Regions from separate parts of the Mus musculus genome. Here region 1 is linked to region 2. Evidence: chromatin contacts called from public Hi-C data. All regions are on one chromosome and are shown on one strand. Each heading gives the region's core, a stretch centred on a gene start, on an enhancer-like site or on the middle of the called end of the contact. The rest is flanking DNA. Distances are from core to core; before and after follow the strand shown.

Evidence for each region. Hi-C and Micro-C count contacts between places; a contact is called where the count stands out from the background.
Region 1: a contact with region 2 is called in a Hi-C map of neural progenitor cells, with 2.3 times the contacts expected there. The contact joins two enhancer-like sites. A contact is called at or near these places in 4 of 39 promoter capture datasets (the 3T3-L1 cell line, cranial neural crest, hippocampal neurons and 1 more), 8 of 484 Hi-C or Micro-C datasets (cerebellum, cerebral cortex, cortical neurons and 4 more) and 8 of 115 datasets of contacts at active chromatin or transcription factors (SST interneurons, astrocytes, embryonic basal ganglia and 5 more).

What each region holds. Positions count from the first base shown.
Region 1 is chr17:10,307,765-10,313,657 of GRCm38.p6, forward strand. The region is part of intron 1 of Qk (quaking); the gene reads right to left. Among named protein-coding and RNA genes, the nearest start is that of Qk, 8.6 kb to the right of the region's middle. Within about 2 kb of position 1,712, at least 53 of the 459 cell types and tissues checked have an H3K27ac peak or open chromatin away from gene starts, as enhancers often do. A contact at or near this core is called in forebrain and neural progenitor cells, where this site is marked.
Region 2 is chr17:9,424,360-9,431,154 of GRCm38.p6, forward strand. All of the region lies in intron 3 of Gm51424 (a long non-coding RNA gene), which reads right to left. Among named protein-coding and RNA genes, the nearest start is that of Gm51424, 150 kb to the right of the region's middle. Within about 2 kb of position 4,257, at least 28 of the 459 cell types and tissues checked have an H3K27ac peak or open chromatin away from gene starts, as enhancers often do. A contact at or near this core is called in forebrain and neural progenitor cells, where this site is marked.

The sequences.
Region 1 (5,893 bases), core at 462-2,961, 880 kb after region 2:
ATAATGAATACTTTGTACCTATATATAGTCTGTAACACCATTCAAAATGGAAAAGAACTTTAGTGAAAACGCTAGTTTTACATATGGAGCAGAAAACACACATAGTTGAGGAATATACTGTCCCAAAAAGCAAGAAACATTCCAATAGACAAAGGAGCCAATCTGATTATCCCTGACCACAACTTATCTATGAAATCCACGCACTTAATAATGATGAGTATAAAAGGTCGCCATTTGAGTGGCTAACAACTCTGGCTACATAATGAGAAATCTACATAGCTTTCCCAATAGGATTTTATTTCAAATAATACCTACTCTGTTGTTCAAAGTTTAACTTTTCAAACTACCAAGATATTGGATGGAAGTATTAGAATGAGAAAAGCATCATGGTAGATGTTCTCATGAAATGAATTCAGGCAGATTAGCAGCTGTTAACCAAGCATAAAGGGTTCATACGCAAACCTAAGGCTGATTTAGGTTCTGATCAAAACATAAATAAAACCTTCGTTTTACAGAAGGGAACCACCCAGACTCATGCCTCTGTATTCTAATCTAGTTAACAATCTGAGTCTCACTAACAGTGAAACTGACTACTGTCTCTACTGACACAATAAAACTTAAAAGAACACACCACCACCTCTGATATAATCCAAACATGCTATACTTCAATCTGCCTTGCCTTTTAAATCTAACTTCCTAAACCTGGTGAGATGGCAGCACTCATATAATTCCTACATTTGAGAGCAGGAGGATCATTACAAATTTGAGGCCACTCAACACTAAACACACAGTAAGTTCAAAGATAGTCTGATATACAAAGCCAAGACCCAGTCTTAAGCATACAAAACAAATACAAAATTATAAATAAGTATATAAATATAATTTCCAGCATACTAAGGATACAAAGAATAAGGAAGCCGGGTGTGGTGGCACAGGCCTTTAATCTCAGCTCTTGGGAGGCAGAGACAGGCGGATTTTTGAGTTCAAGGCCAGCCTGGTCTACAAAGTGAGTTCCAGGACAGCCAGGGCTACACAGAGAAACCCTGTCTGGGAAAAAAACAAAACAAAAAACAAACAAACAAAAAAAGAATAAGGAACAATTTCCCAACAAAGAAGTTCAAGTTGAGGCATTGGGGGGGGGGGGGGTGTTCGAGACAGGGTTGAGACACTACACCCAGCTGAGGCTTTTTTTTTTTTTTTTTTTTTTTTTAGTTTAAAAATTTTTTTTTTTAATTTTTATGTAATAAAAAGTAAAAGTCCTTGAGGCATCTGTCAGTCTCTCACACAGGACACTAAAGTTAATGGAGAAGAACAGGGAGCCCAAGTCTGAGATTATAAATATGAGAAAATAAAAGATCTTCTGTCCCTGGGGTGGGGAGGTAGATGAGAGGATGGGAGAACAAGACTGGGTGAGACCCAGCTGGGACAGAGCAGGAACCTCCCCCACCCCTGCTGGACCCCAGCCTGGCCCTCTTGAAGGACCCTTCCCATTCAAGGTGCTTGGCAAGAATTCCCCAACTCCCCCAGCTGGTCCCAGCTGCTGGAGGGAAGAGACATAGATCACTTCCCTCCACTCAAGGTCGTCTCAGGTCCTGGTCAGGACAACCTTCAGTTCCCCAGGGAGTGGAAGGGGAGCTGCTGGGAGGGATGAGATTGAACTGGTTGGAGGGGAAAGCAAGAAAACAGGAGCATTAGAACCGGAGCAGCTGTCCCTGTCAATGCATCCACGGGGTGAGGGGTGTGGGAAGGAGCAGCCTCCTAGAGGAGTCTCAGGGGGCTGTCAGAAGCACAGGTCAATTACTGTTTCCCAGTAGGCCAGAGCCTTACTCAGGGGCCCAGCTCAGCCCCGCCCCACCCCCAGGTTGAGGCATTTTTTTTTAAAGATGTTTTCAAATTTTAAAAGTTTTTAAAATTATAACAAGGTTCAACTATTTGATTTGGACACTGCAGGAATAAAGAACACTCCAGATGCAACTACAGAAATCTGAGTTGTGACTCTTGTTAATGTGGTGTCACTAACAAAATATATTAATTTTGAAAGATACAAACTTTAAAGATGAAATATCAATGTATCTCTATTGTATTTTAACCAATACTGAAAATACAGCTAAGCAGAAGTAACACAGATCAGCTATAGCAATGCTCAGAAAATCTTCACTATGTTTGCTAACAAAGATTTGATTTAACACAAGACATCATTTTGAAAAACATCTCACCAAGCCAAGCTAGTTAAATTCTAAGAGTCAACAAAAGCAAGAATTTCTTCATTCTTTTCAACTTTCATCCAAAAAAATCAAAAAGTACAATTTTTGTTAGGCAGTGGTGGTGCAATGCACGCCTTTACTCCCAACACTCCAGAGACAAATACAAATGGATCTCTTGAGTTTCAGGACAGCCAGGCCTACACAGAGAAACCCTGTCTCCCCTCCCCCAACCCCACCCCATTAAAAAAAAAAAAAAAAAAAAAAAAAAAAACCACAACCCAAAACAACAATAAAATTCAATCCTCTCTTAAGTGACCAAAATTGGGCTGAAAACTATACACACATGCACATGCACATACAAACATGCACAGTCACACTTTTTGGTCATAATAAAACACAAAGGATGCATTGGTCTAAACAGAAAACTATCTTTTAAGTTTGCAGAAGAGAGCTTATTTACTATGAAGCCTTGTGGGGAAAGGAATTGTAATAAGTCAACCATACAGAAATGCTTAACTTTTTATTATCCTGTTTCTATACATGACTATATGCAATGTGTTTTTATTAGCTTATTATGCACAAGAAATTCACTATGACACACCCAAAACAAAAAGTCCAAAACTTCAGCAAAGCACTAAGAATCTCTGGAATAAACTGCAACTATCAAGTCCAGTATTTAGAATCACCACAACCCAGTCCTGATTCTGCCTACTCTCTCATCTTCACTTATTGTTTACACTGTTACTCTCCAAGCACTTGCCATTTCAACTAACCAACTAATCAATATACACATTCTAAGATGGCATCACCATCGCCAGTTCTCGTCCTTTTGTTTGGTTTCTTCAGGGTCTTCTTAGACAGTCCTGACTAGCCTAGAACTTGCTATGTACATCAGGCTGACTTTAAACTCAGGCATGTGCTGCTGTGTGGCATCTTTTGACTACCTTTCTGACACTGCCATCCTTTCTTTCTCCTAGAACGTACCTTCCCACTCATTTCATTCCAGACTACCAAGACCAGGTTACATTACTCAAGAAGATCTACTTGATACTTTAGCTCTGTGACCTGTAAACTACAGTTAAGGATTCTCACGAACATAAAGCTAACGGATAAAGCACCTTTCTCTGCCTTTCAGGTTTCTCTACCAGATTACTCCTACCAGAAGAAACTTAAAAATACTGGTAGAAAAAGACTTCTCATATGAGCAGTCTTTTTTTGTATCTTATATCCTCAGAATACATGGATTTTGCTTGGAAAGGGAGTTAATTCCATTTGTAAGAATAAAACAAATGACACAGCATTTGCCTAGCACGTGTAAGGCTCTAGGTTCAATTCTTAGCATACAATTCTAAGTAATAAAATTACTTTGCACAGCTAACAAAGAACTGAGATTTCAAAGTTTCTTTTAATAAAATTACAAATGAACAGTCACTCATCCTCCATAAACTGATATAGGGAATAGGATGTAGTAACTGAATGCAGCACACCTACTCCTCAGCTCACAATCGGCTGTCTTTAGAGCAGAGATTCTCAACCTGTGGGTCGTGACCCCACCAGAGATAGGAACACCCTTTCACAAGAATCACTTATCTGATAACACACATATCAGATATCTACATTACAATTCATAACAGTACAAAAATTACAGTTATAAAGCAGCACCAAAATAATTTTATAATAGTTGGAGGTCACAACATGAATGTATTAAAGGGTCACAGCAGCTGCTTTATATAGTGTCATTCTCCAGTTACCTCCCTGATTTAAAAACAACAACAAGAATAGAGCTATTGCCCCATGCAGATCTAAAAGTGAAGCAAACTTATGTTCCTGGCTTGAATAACTTAAAAGTATTAAGCCTCTACATTAAGTCTTCTAATGAGAAATACTGCTTCCTCTGAGTGGTTACTAAAAATAACAGTAATAAAAATAGCCACAGTGGTAAATGAACACTGAATTCATTTGTTACGGGGGCTCTATTCTTTGCTTACAGAAAAGTTCAAGTAAATTTAAATCCTCCAAACACACCTTTGGTTTCTTACTTTTAGAATCATAACTGTCAAAAAATCTTATTTTTAGCTATTTTAGGAATAATATATATTCTAGCTCCAAGAAACTGATCAGCATTTGTTAAAGTCCAACATAGCACAGAATTGGCAAAATTACTTCCATTTTCGTTCTGTTCACAACTGGAAGCTCTAACAGTTTTTTCAGTGTGTGGAAATATGTTGTAAATCTCTTCTTCTCAGTCCTTACATGAATGGCACATCATAAAACAGATCAGCATACAGAATAAAGAAAGAACCCTGCACCACCTTTGCAACAACCAAACTTGTGATAAGAGCAAGTCCCCACCCTCTCCAGACTGCTATGTCTACATTTTTCTGATCTCTGGTCCTAGCAGTTCTGAATATGATCACTTGATTTGCACTAATTTTCCCTCTACCAAGACTCAACCAAGAAATGTCTTTCTTGGAGTTATTTCTATATTCTCTTCCACACCATCTATGAGGAAATTTTGAAACTGGATAAAGAATATGACATTGAAGTTTATACAACATTTCAAATTTTTTAAATCCTTATTTTTTTAACTTTTTCTTGTTTTATGTGTGTATGAGCATTTTTTTCTGCACATATGATATACTGTACACTGTGTGAATGTATGTGCCTAGTGCTCAAAGAGGCTAGGAGAGGATGTCAGATGCCCCTGGTCTGGAGTTAGAGATGGTTGTGAGCTGTCGGGTGGGTGCTGGGAATTGAATCCAGGTCCTCTAGAAGAGTAGCCAGTTCTCAACTGCTGAGCCATCTCTCCAGCCCCCAAAAGTCTGTATTATTTTTCCTAAGTATGCTCTTAAGACTTTAACAGATGTATGCTTGATTTTGTCCTATGTATTTCAAATCATAAAACTAGCTCCCAATAACTTGCTACTGACCAAATTGACCGTGCCCTGACTTTGTAATGATTTGGTTTTGTACTAAATCCAGAACAAGGCTTAAAAACATAGTCAACCCTGGGCCCAGCAGATTATTGTCACTACCTCCACAAACTGCTTCCTGTCTTTCCTCTAAGTTCACCAGCTAGCTCCATTAGGCTGGCCAGCACTCACTTGGTGTCTTCCTTTACAGATCCACAAGCACTCTCAAGCATTCCTTCTTGTACCATGCCCACAACAAAGGACCACTTTGTAGAGTTAGCTGCCTTTTCATTTTTTTTTTTTTCTGGCAGTCTATTCTTTGAACAGGATCTAAAACAACCTGAATTTGACAAATTCTGCTCATAAAAATGACAGTAATGATACAAAGCCTATATATTGACTTTAAAAGCAAATGGCTAAAAAAAATTACCTACATTAATTCCATAATGCCAAAGCTTGCAAAAACTAATATAAGCATTGACATGTTTCTGACTATGGATGGACATTTGGGCATAAGGAATGTCAGAAACAACCCTACAAAAGCAAAGGAATTTTATATTTCTAATTCCTACCCATATCAATGGTAATAAAGTAAAATAAATATTAAACACCTACAGAACAAGTACTACAAACAGTAATATTACAAGGGGAGAGGGGAATTTTTAAAGGAAAGAAAATGCATTTACCTTTGTTCTGTAAGTGCCCAAAGCTTTCACTGATTATTACAAAACTGCTTTATGTATTTAAAGTATTAGTGTTTTATTCCACCTTCGTATT
Region 2 (6,795 bases), core at 3,007-5,506:
TGTGTCTTGTAGTCTGTCAGGAAACTAGAAGAAAAAAAGCCAATGTGCTAGAGTTTCTGTACCCCTGAGTTAGGCTATTTGGTAGGTCTAGTATACTAAATACATTTTTAATTCATAATTGTTTCACCAGACAAGGATCATTCACACTAAAAACATTTACCAACAAAAAACTGAAGCACAAGATTTTTGTCATTTAAGTTCTTATTAATAATAGTTATACCTGCACAGTAGGGAAATGTATAGAATGATAAATTTTAGATATTTTGTCTGTGTAGTTTGTTTAGATCAACACTTTCCAATCTTAATTAAAAATTTTCAGGCATCTTTTTTTGTGTCTGCTGTATGACTGAACATTGAAAGATCTGTTTGAATTCTTTAGCAGTTGCTCTGTGCCCAGAGCCAAGAGCAGGACAAAGAAGGAGAAGTGTCCTCCTGAGGTCATTGTTTGAAAGAAGAGAAGGGGCTGTCTCCAGAGAGTTCATGGAGAAGCTGCTCTGTTCTGTGCTAATGAAAGTTCAACACCCAAAGCAGCAAAAACTAACCTAGGGCAAATGGAACTTGGTAGAAATACATCTAAGAGTTTTATAAGAATCTGAGTTTTCTTAGGACAGTTTATATCTGCAAACTGCCATGTGGGAAATACTAGTTTCCATGAAGTATTGGTCTCAAAACAACAGTGGCAGAAGTGGTGATTGCTAAAGGTATGGAATCAGAACCTGGCAGACAGGGTGGCCAAGGATGGCACATTACTGACTTCTGCCAACAGAGAGATGGAGGTAAGGATGCTACTGCTGCACAGATACAGAGTGTGGAGACAGGGCTGGGAAGTTGCTATTGGACTCCAGAATGTGTTCGATGCTGGAAGAGAGAGAGAGATACTGTGGGTGGGGATCAAGGGGGGGATTTGGATAACCATTGGTGGCCCCTGGGCAAGAAGCGAAAGGAGCAAATGGCACATTGGTATCTATGTCACATTTGGGCTTGCTAGTCCTTTCCTTGCCTCCCCGCCTCTACCTTCATCTCTTCTCCTTCTTTTCCTTTGTTTTTCTGTTGGAGAAGAGAATTCTCCACATGTGTGGAGAAGCACATGATGTAATAACTTGGGAGGGGAAGCAGCTTATGATTTCTGTCATGAAGAACAAAACCTACTGAGTGTTTTGCATACAAAATAAAAAAGAACAAGCCAATAATCTCACCACTCAGGAGGCAGAGGCATGGGGATGGCTGTTCATTCACAGCCAGTCTGGTCTCCACACAGGTTTCTAGGCCAGCCAGAGCTACACAGTGAGACTCTCTACAAAATAAAGTAGATAGACCTAAAGTAGAAGATTAAATATGTAAAAGAGTACGAATAAGTCTTGCTGTCTAAACATTAGAAAACAGATAAAAGAGGACTTGAAACCCGAACTTGGTAAATTTAAAATCCTTGTGTCTGTGAAAAACTGGAGTGGAGAAGCATATAAATTGTCAAAACATGGTATGTTTTATGTACATGCAATCATTTTTTTCGATGGCAAAAGAACAGAAGATAAATACATAACACAGCTTACAATATCTAGAAATATTAAACTGTGTCATTTTTTTTTAAAAAATAAAAAAGCTTTATGGTTTTACTGCCATTTATCAAAATGTTTTTAATAATAATATCAAACACGTGAAAGCCATATATAGAAAAGATGAAATTTTAGTGTCAGAAGCCAAAAGCTTTGAATAATAAATGTATACTGTATCCTGAAATGTGTCCTAAGGAAACATTAGGGACTCATACAGATGCTTTGGGGATCTCAAGGAAAGCATGCAGATGTTTTGGTCGGAGGGAGAGAGAGCTGTGCTTAACACCCCATGTCTGGGTCAGTACCCTGCCTTCAGTGCCACACACACACACCACAAACAAAACCAGACAACATTACAAAATTCAATGCACAGCCTGCTCCTTAGTCTTGCGCGCGCCCAACTGGCCAGGAAGAACGACGCTGCAACAGGATCCTTCTGCACACGTTTATTCAGTCCTGTTTCTTCTTGTTTATATCTCCCTTGTTTATATCTCCCCTGAACCCTGGGCCTCTCACTCTTTTATACTCTCAGTTCCCATCCACGCACAACAGGCCACGCCACCTCACCAGGTACGCAGCTTCAGCCAATCAGGGCAGCAGGGGCATATTTCCATCAAAATGGATTCACCTGTATCCTGGTACACCTGCGCAGCTCTCAAGATGTTTGTGGCTTATATGAGGAAGTCAGGTGCAAGTCATAGGACTTAGCTGCAGTCCCTGGCGCCTTTGGGACTGCCACCACACCCGCTCCTCACACCTTAGAATTGTGTTATGCAAGTTTTCTAAGCTATCATCAAAATGGCTTGTATCCATAATACCAGCACCTGGGAAGCAAAGGAGAGAGGATTCCACGTCCTAGATCAGCCTAGATTTCAATACTAAGATCCTGTTTGAAATACACAAGCATTTGAAAAACTCCCAACATAATCTCTAAAATTAACGGTAGGTAAAATTTCAGATATATGTTCTCAGGTAAATGTTATCTGAGCTGCTCAATGTTGTGCCACAGTTACACAGGCTCTCTGTGCTGGTGATTCACTACCCAGTGTAAGAAACCATCCTTTTAATATTCACACTGAATGCATAAGTCTGAAAAGTACTCATCTTGTAAAGAGATAAATTAATTGTGTTAACTCCATGGCCATACGATCAATAGCAGTATATGTCTTGGGCATCCCTCCTGTTGTATTTGACAGAGGGTTCTGTATTGACTTCCTGTAATGTGTATGTCCTTGGATTGTCCAGTGTAGGTGAACTTGTACTTTTTTTGTCGTTGGAAGCCCACTAAATTAGCCTTCTCTGTGTTCTAGGCATTATTGGAAGCCCCTGGATGAATGGATTCAGTTGATGCTCACAGCAATCCTGCTAAGTAATTACTCTGATCTCCCTTCTGCGGTTAAACAGGGAGATCACACAATTCCCCAGAGAAGTGGGAGAGCTAAGGCAAATCTATCCATGCAGAACGGTGTAGATCCTTAGCGGAAATGCCTTCTGCTATCTCATTCCGCCCTTTCTTTTCTATCTTGTTATCCAATGGCTCGCTGTACCGTATAACTCAACTCCTTACCAAGCATATCCATCCATCTCACAGCCCGGCCACTTGCTTCATGACGTCTGTTTTGTTCTTTGAGACGGGGTCTTCTATGTAGTCTAATCTGGTCTCACAATTTGCCGCGAGCCTTCTGCTTCTGTGCCCTCCATGCTGGGTTCACAGATGCCTACCACCACACCCGGTAGTCCCAAAAGCGCTAAATTTAAAGTTAGGCTGTTGTAAACCCAAATGGCGTCCTGAATGGTATTCCCTCTCAAATCTGTTCTTCCTCACCATGGGCGTGGGACTCTGCCTTCTACAGCACTGCCTAAATTAGACAGCAGGCACCAGCATCAGCCTATCGGCTTCTCCTTCCCAGACTTTACATCACTCTGTCACCTGGTGCAATGATTCTACCGCCTAAATGTCTCCCAAGAACACCCTCTCCTGTAACTTTGAGAACTGCACCTCGGTCTGGGTTTGGTTTTTTTTTTTTTTTTTTTGGGGGGGGGGGAGGGTGTTGGACGCAGGAGGGACCTCTTAGTTTTTCCAGCATCCCAGAGGATGCGGGTGGTTGCCGGTTGCCACAGGCTCTGGTTCTGTTTGAACATCTGACTCTAGAGTGGCAAAGCAGCTTCCTTTACTTAAACTTTCCATTTCAACCTCCTGAATAGAGGACTCTGTCTACTGCTTAACCAACTACAGTTACGTTCCTCACTGTGCTCACAGTACATTTCCTTCTGCTTTGGTCTCAGTTGATAATATGTGCCCAATATTTTAGTAAATTATATCATTCATTGCCAAGTACTTCAACATCAAGCTAGGTCCATTTATTGTCTTCCTTGCTTGTGCTTGTTTCTGCTGTGCTCTCCTCTACGAGGGACGATCTTTGTTTTGTTTGTTTTGCTGGTTTTTGTTTTTGTTTTTCTGAGCATGTGCTAACAGTATCTATGAGACTTTTGAATACCCTACTCTGTGGTTGGTTTCTTCCACACAGCCTACCCCTGTTTTGCCTTAATGGAGGTCTCCAGTGTGCTTCCTGTGTTCATGAATCTTATGTGACAGTTCCTACAGATCCAAAAGCTGGTCTGCTGGAAGGTCTGGAGAAGGCTCGGAGCCACAGCACGCTCTGGCCTGCAGAGGGCGTGACTGCTCTTCCTCCAGGGCAGCATTTCAGCATCTTTTGTGCTTGCTGTGGATCATCCCAGGCTTCATAATTTGGCTAATTAGCCCTGACTCCAAGCATCTTCTAGCATCCTGAGCCAACAGCTGCAGTTTTTGTGTGAACAATAAAACTAGGCTTAACGATGCGAATTGTGAAAAGACAACACTGGACACCCTTTACTGATACTCAGCCAGTGTCGTCATCCCTCCCAGGGTCTGCAAGGAAAACTCTCCCAGACCAGAGAACAGCCTGAAATGACCCACTATAAATTCCTCTGCAGAAGCGTGTATTCATCTTAATATGCTCTCCCCAGACTGCCACAGCTAGATGTCATTTGCATCTGAAATTTACCTTCCTTCTCTTCCCTGAGTCCAGCCCTGCTTCTCTTTAAGGACTTGGCTGTTAAAAATTGAAATTACCAGACATGCTGTATTTTGAATTTATGCCAGAGCTCCTTAGGCAAATGCTTTCTGCATTCCCAAGCAAGAAGAGAGAGAGCATAGTTTTCCCAACTGTCTTTGTCAGATATTCTCCTTTGCTCCTGACTTTTGTGACAAGATCCTTCTATCTGCGGGAGCTGTGCAAAATCATGGTATAAACTCCATCACCCAGGAGGTTCCTTCTCTTGTGATAAATCAGTCTCATGGAAAAAAAAAAAAAGAGTCCTTCATGGACAGTGAATGCATGATGCATGGCCTGTCATCACTGACTTGTTACCTCCGTCTGCAGGGCCTTCTGTAATGATCTAGTTACTGCGGGGTACGTCCTAAGCCTCACCTGGGCCATGCCTGGAAGGCCCATCTTTCTGGGGAATTATCAGACCAGACACAGAAGGTAGGGACTGCTGGTGGAGACATGGCCACTCAAGTTATTCAAAAAGATAAATGTTCTACCTACTGACTCTGTCATTGCATGCTAGCCAATCATGTAACACACATGAAGGACTATGCTCTGTCTTACGAGGAAAGATGTTAGCCATTTCAGTCCTGTGAAATGGTTCTCACTTGAATCAGCCTTGTTGACTTAACTCACCCTGTTCTCTGGACCCAGCTGAGTCTCAGTTCACTGCACACATGAAACACTGACATGTAGAACATGACAGAGAAGCTTTCACATGCCACAACATCCTAAAATGAGGCTACTGTTTTCATTTTTTTTTCCAGAGTATTGAAAGCAGGCCAAAAAATTGTCATAGTTTATAAACCAGAGAAACAAGTATGGACACTCATTTCATCTCTCTGGGGACAGCAGCATCTGCAGTAGACATGCATGTTCTATAAGAGATATTTGTGATGCCAGCAGGCATGTAGAATCTCCACTGTGCCACAATTCACTATGGAAGGATCACTAAATTTTACATGAATGTTTTTGCCAAAGACACAATACTTTCCTTAGGATTTAAATTCGAATTTAAATAGCTGTGACATCGTGGGCAGCTAGGTGAACTTGTGGGCAACTAGTATCAACTCTAATACAACAAGGCATATGTGAAAACCTAAGGACAACTTCTTCCTGTCCTTTATAGTCAAACATTTATTTTCTTGGGTGAATTCACTTTACCTGTGTCCTACGTAGGAATTGCTTGATCAGTATTGATAGAAAATCAGGGTGTCTGCTACTTTTAAACTTTACGTATGGTTTAAAATCTGCATCAGGTAACCAGACTCTTGGGAAGGACAGTTTCCTGTGGCAAACGCATGCATGGGAAGCCATAGCACATGGCTGTCTGCAGAAGGAAGCAAAGATGCTGAACAACGGATGACACCTGAGACACACACACTGACCCGTCCAGCAGGTCCAGTTATTTGAGGGTCTCGAGGGGACCTCCTCCTAAGAACCAAATGGGGGGTAGAGAGAGACGAGGGTCTTGTACGAGTAATGACACGGAAACCGTTCTGAAGTTGTATCAAGACCCCAAAATGTATTAGCCAGGCCCAAGGTTTAAATACACAAGCAAAAGGGGAAGTGCCTTTCAGCAGGAGGAATGGGGCAGAGGAAATGCACCTCAGCAGGAGGGATGGGGCAGCAGAAAGAGAGGAAGTACTTCTCAACAGGAGGGATGGGGCAGCAGAAATTTTTCTTTTGGTGACTACAAGGGGAAGCAGGAACTTGGTGGTATCAGGGTACATCTTGAGGTCAGGACATCCGGCGCTGACTTTCTCTGAGCGGTGCGTCCGGTGGCCCGCTTTTGACCCTCTTTTCTTCTGGGGGGGGGGAGGCCCAATTCAGAGATCAGGACAATAGCGTTGCCTTAATAGCTCCCAACAACACACCTCTGTGGGTAGAGCAGGGTCAGTATGGAGAAACTGCCCTAGGTTTAACATGTCCATCTTTACAAGTCCATCTTCAGACTGACATTATAAGAGTGTATCTCCCATAAATGACTCAGGCTATAATTCTGCCAAAGTGACATATATTTATAAATAACTGACCCAACGCACCATTCAAAGAGAATGGATGTTTCTTCTTTATTATTTATTTATTACTCATATGAATATTGTGTGTGCCAGTATGTATGTACATCATGTGTGTGCCAGGTACTCAAG